Regions from separate parts of the Oryctolagus cuniculus genome. Here region 2 is linked to region 1. The links are chromatin contacts, called in public Micro-C maps. All regions are on one chromosome and are shown on one strand. Each heading gives the region's core, a stretch centred on a gene start, on an enhancer-like site or on the middle of the called end of the contact. The rest is flanking DNA. Distances are from core to core; before and after follow the strand shown. Region 1 holds the start of MAML3 (mastermind like transcriptional coactivator 3). Region 2 overlaps MAML3 (mastermind like transcriptional coactivator 3).

Evidence for each region. A called contact is a pair of places that touch in the nucleus more often than the background predicts.
Region 2: a Micro-C map of ear pinna shows a contact between it and region 1, with 8 times the contacts expected there. The contact joins the enhancer-like site here to the promoter of MAML3 in region 1. A contact is called at or near these places in 4 of 6 Hi-C or Micro-C datasets (ear pinna, psoas muscle, skin fibroblasts and 1 more).

The regions. Positions count from the first base shown.
Region 1 is chr8:24,602,248-24,604,947 of mOryCun1.1, forward strand. MAML3 (mastermind like transcriptional coactivator 3) reads left to right here and starts at 1,390. Exons shown (of 5, transcript XM_002716951.5): 1 at 1,390-2,700. The coding sequence starts at 2,296.
Region 2 is chr8:25,061,286-25,063,985 of mOryCun1.1, forward strand. All of the region lies in intron 2 of MAML3 (mastermind like transcriptional coactivator 3), which reads left to right. Among named protein-coding and RNA genes, the nearest start is that of MGST2, 46 kb to the right of the region's middle. Within about 2 kb of position 1,271, at least 5 of the 8 cell types and tissues checked have an H3K27ac peak or open chromatin away from gene starts, as enhancers often do. A contact at or near this core is called in ear pinna, where this site is marked.

The DNA of each region.
Region 1 (2,700 bases), core at 140-2,639:
TTGAAGAAAAATATAACTTCTTATCCCTGACTTTATGAGGTTAGAAATAGCGTCCTATGCTAATCTGCAATGCCAAGAAATGAAGATGGTTTAAATCAGATCTCATGACTAATGCATAAGATCCAAAGTTCTTTTATTCCTGGCTATTTTAGCAAACTGGGGTGTATTTTTACCCTAAAAACTAATTCTATAAGATTTATTGAGATAATACAAAAGGCTTTATAATTAATACCTCACAATCAAGACTCATGGCTTCCTGATGATCACAGAAACTCCAGCAGGGTCTCCATTTTACATATAAAATATTGCATAAACGCAGTGCTTTAAGTCAGGATTGGAGGATTATCTGATCCTTAGAATCAGTAACTGGAAAGATGGTTTCCCTTAATAAAATGGAAAGTCTCAATAGCTCACCGCTGTCGATATTCCATTTTAATTGTACTCGCTGTGCATTCATTGAAATAGAAAGAAATACATCCAGCAGTAAAGTAAGCCTGTTATTTTTGCTTGTTTTTGTTTTGGTCATTACAAACTGTGAAATGCTGTGTTTTTCCTATAGTTCCAGTCCATGAAATCTGCAATCTTTCCACTTGATTTACGAAGGACCCTTAATTACTGCTGTCATTAGCACCTAGTGTTCAAAACAGTCTGTTAAAATGTACTGTTAGTCTCACCTCCAAGTCCCTGCTTGCTTTATTTTAATTTTTTCCAAGGGTAAGTAAAACAATAATTGCTTTAATAACAGCAATCACTATGTACAGCGAATTAAATAATATCCCCAGTTCTTGGGTGCTTACTTCCATGCACGCAGAATTCAGTGTGTGAAGACTGGCCTAGAGTTTGAGCAAGTGTCCATAAGGCGGGTTATCGCGAGCGAGGACTTATCCCTGAGTTTTAAAACCAAGTCACTGATCTGGCTTTTTGTTTCCACATGGATGGGGATGACAGACAACGGCTGTGAAGCGTCAATGTTTCTGCCTGGTCATGCACAGTTCTGCAACATAATGCATAAATGTATAACAACAACTTGGGCTCGCTGGATACCTCGCTTGGAATAAGGAAACCCCGCCAGGCGCGCCCCCGCGGTCGGCCTTGTGCGCGAGCGCGCACACACACACACACACAAACACACAACCCCACACGCACAGGTCAAAAGTTGATTCGTTCCCGAGACCCGTCCACAGGCGTTCTTTTCCTCCTTTCCGGCAGCCCAGCCTTTCCCGGGTCAGGGAGTCGTGAGGCCGGGGGCGCCGGAGCGGCGGGGGAGGGCGAGGCGAGGCGAGCCGGGTGCCGGTGCGCGCCGCGCCCGCTCCTGCCGGGTGCGAGTCCGGGCCGGGTTTTGCGCCGTGTCCCCGGGCCTGTCTCACGGCCTGCAGCCGCCGCCGCTGCCGTGTTTACTGAGCTCGCGCGTCCTGATATCACTCCGCTGGCATGGAGGAGGAGGAGGAGGTGGAGGAGCGAGAGGAGGAGGAGGCGGCGGCGGCGGCGGCGGCGGCGGCGGCGGCGAGCGGTTGATCATTGTGATGGTGGCAGCGGCGGCGGCGGCAGCGGCAGCCCAGCCGAGCGTTAGGGGCTGCTCTCCGCGCGGCGTTCTGCAAAGGACTTCACCGATCTACTTTTGCAGCCGCCTCGGACTGTCCATGTGTTTACTTCCCCCAGCCCGAGGATTCGGTATCTAGGTTCCTGTGAAATGCAACTGAGCAGCCAAAGTACTTTGAGAACACGGGGCGGCATAAACACCAAAACTTTTTTGTGGAAGGAAAATGCAATAAGCAAGCTTGCCGTTCTCCGATGCGCGGTGGAGTGAGTGTGTGTCGCGCCTGTCCGCACAGGAGGCATAGGCTTGTGTGTGTCCATGGGGTGTGTTTTTCGGTACGTAGGGAGAAAACGCTTGCCAACCACCGGAAATCTCCTGGAATTTATTAGAAAATAATGGATTATAAAAAGAAGGCAGGAGAGGAGCGGCGCTCGCCTTGAGTTGCAACCCGATTTGCTGCTGGCTCAGTTTGTTGTGATTCTTTTTGTTGATAGGTGTCTGATGGTATTCCGATAACACCCCCCCCCCACCCCGAGCTTTACAGTTTTTTTTTAAAGGAAACAAAAAACCACCCCCAAAATCTCTCCCCTCCCTGCTTTTTTTTTTTCTTCGCCCCGTCGGGATCGCCGTTTGCATCCATGTGCTCGCGTCTCCCCCGCGTTCCACTTAAACTATTTTAATCCTTGGACCCAAGGAGGAGGCTGATCGGGGGGGTGGATAAAAAAAGTTCTTCCAAAATAGTGTGCCCGGGGAGCAGGATGGGGGATTTCGCAGCCCCCGCTGCTGCCGCGAATGGCAGTAGTATTTGCATCAACAGCAGCCTCGGCGGGGCCGGGATCGGTGTGAATAATACTCCCAATAGTACTCCCGCTGCTCCGAGTAGCAATCACCCCGCGGCCGGAGGCTGCGGCGGCGGCGGCGGCGGCGGCGGCGGCTCGGCGGCCGTCCCCAAGCACAGCACCGTGGTCGAGCGGCTCCGCCAGCGCATCGAGGGCTGCCGGCGGCACCACGTCAACTGCGAGAACAGGTACCAGCAGGCTCAGGTGGAGCAGCTGGAGCTGGAGCGCCGGGACACCGTGAGCCTCTACCAGCGGACCCTGGAGCAGAGGGCCAAGAAATCGGGCGCCGGCCCCGGCAAGCAGCAGCACCCGAGCAAACCCCAG
Region 2 (2,700 bases), core at 21-2,520, 460 kb after region 1:
TGCGCATGCCTCCCCCAGCCTCCACTGCAGAGAGGAACTGGAGTCTTGGCCTTCCTACGAGCATCCTGGCCGTGGGCTCCGCTCCGACGTCACCGGCCGGAGCAATCCTCCAACGTCTATGCGGATTTTGTTCCAAATGCAGAATTTACAAGAGAAATCCAAGCAGCTGCGCACCAGGAGGGCACAGGGCCCAGCAGGATGCTTTGCTCTGAGGGTTTTCACCCGGAGGGCCTGCTAAAACTCCCCCAGCAGTGGGGATTCGGTAGGCCTGGGAACTTGCATTTCCAACAAGCGCCCAGGTGATGCTACAGCTGCCGGACTTCAGCCCAGCGGCGTTCCCAAATTGTCCATACAGGCTGTGAGCTTCCTTCCTGAACCACCCCACTGCACCACCCCATTCACTGCCAAGGAGGAGGAGGCCCGGGGCTCGGCCGAAGGGCCCAGCCAGCCGCCACGCAGCCTCAGCGCTGGCGGGCGTCCGCCTCGTCCCGCGGGTGGACTCGTGCCCGGCAAGCGGTCACCCTTGGTACTGGTCTGCCTTCTGAAACCGGAAACGGAGCAGTTAGCACGTTCGCGGGGGAAAAAGCCTATAGGTCCTGGGCAACATTCCGTTTGGGCTGCAGACGGATGCTGTTTCCTGTGCGTGAATGGCCTGGCCCGCCGCGGGGTGTGTGCGTGCGTGTGGGTGCGCGGGTGGGTGCGAAAGCGCAGGATTCCGATCTGGGCTCCCACGGCCTCGGGGCCCGCGCCCGGCGTCGCAGCGCCGCCTTCTTTGTTAGGGACGCCTGCTCCCGACTGCTTCCTCCGAGTCCGCCGAGGACTTGTAAGCTCACAGGGCTCCAAAATCGCGCCCCGGGGGACTTTGTACGCAAACTCCTCCATCTCCCGCAGGCATCTCGCAGGCCCTCCCGGCTCGGGCGGTGCGTGCCGGGGCTGGCGCAAAGCCACCACCGCCCCCCTCACCTCCCCCACCCCGGCCCTCGCCTCGGGAGGCAAAGAAAAGTCGGCCGTGAGTCACCAGGTCCGTGTGGGTCGCGTGGGGGTTGGAGGAGGAGGAGGAGGAGAGGGGAGCGCACCCCGAGCCGGGCGGCGGTGGGTGGAGAGAGAACTCATTTTGTGTGAAGAGGGCCTCGAGTCACCAGGGAATTCCTGGATTGTCTCGGGCTGTCGTGCGCGGTGTCCATCACGCCGCGCGAGCACCATCTGCTCGGTATTATGCTCGCAGTTGCCAGGCTACCTGCTGTACGCAGTAACACTTGACTGCCCGGCCCCGCCAGCGCCGCGGCCGCGCGCCCGCCTGATTGAGCCATCTGCGCGGGGAGGGGCGGTGCGCCGCGGCCCAGGCCGAGCTCACAGCGCCATCTGCTGGCGGCGCGGCGGCTCAGCAGCTGCGGCTCGCCAGCCTCCCCCGACCCTGAGCCGCCTGCAAAAGGCTGCAGCCCCGGGGGCGTGCTCCCCGCCGGCCGGCGCCCCCAGCTCACTCTCGCCCCGCAAGTCTTTTGTGATCCACCCTCCCCGGAGCCGGCAGCCTCTGGTTCGCCGCCAGCAGCCCCCCATCCCTCTCACCCAACCACGACGCATGTTCTTGAAGACACTTGAGAGAAAGAAAGCTTGCCCGCGCACAGATTTATAAATAAACAGCTGGCTGTTCTTGGGAGATATTTTTACCGCGGCTGGTTTTTTTGTTTGTTTGTTTTTTGTTTTTTGTTTGTTTTTTTTTTTTTTTAAGTTGGAAACCTCCTCTTTTAGGGAGGTAAGAGTGGTAGGTTATTATTATTATTATTATTATTATTTTACATCTCCCACCTCACTTTAGCCCTTGGAAAATGGCTAAGAGCTTTCCCTGGCTCTGATTTCTTGTGCCTCCCTTTATTTTGCTGAAACGTGACAGGGTCTGCAGAGAAAGGAAGATCCGCGTCGCCCCCTGGGTTGGACGGGAAGAGGCTGGGTTGAGATACCTGGGAGCACGCCAGGGAGGTCGCTGGGTAGGGAGTGGAGAACGGGCCAGTAATTAAAACTAAAAATACTGCATCATTCGGCTTCAAGGCATCGCGTTTCGCGTGACGAAGGCACAGCCTGGTTCTTTCTAATTGCACAACCCAGTGTGTGGCCTCCCCACACACAGGAGCCAGGGCTCCAAAGGCTGACAAGCGACAGCCTTCTCCCTCTGGAAGGCCTCTTGGAGGCTCAGAGAAGCTGCCTTGGGTGATGCGGTTGGTGCGGCAGCCTGGCTCCCACGGCAGGGCAGGGGGCGCGTCCTCACTGGCTCCCGTGGGAGACAGGGCCCGGGCGCGTCCTTACTGGCTCCGTGGGACGCATGGCACAGGGGGCATCCTCACTGGCTCCCATGGGACTCAAGGCACAGGGCACTTCCTCACTGGCTCCCGTGGCACGCAGGGCAAGGAGTGTGTCCTCACTGGCTCCTGTGGGAGCTGGTTCCATTGCAGGGCGGCCCTTTAACAATGCACATAGGCCCTCCTGCCCGTGGTTCCCCAGGTTTCCAGAGGGAAGCCTGAAGGCAAAAGCAGTACAAAGGCTCTCTTTGGGGAAACACCCGCTCCTGGGAGGTGGTGGCCTGCCTGTCCCAGTGGGTACGCCCTCCCCGTCCCCACCACCATCATCACCACCAGACACGGAGCTTTTGAAGTGTTTCTTTTGGCCCCAGGAAGACGGGGGCAGAAAGTGGCTGGATGTGTCAAC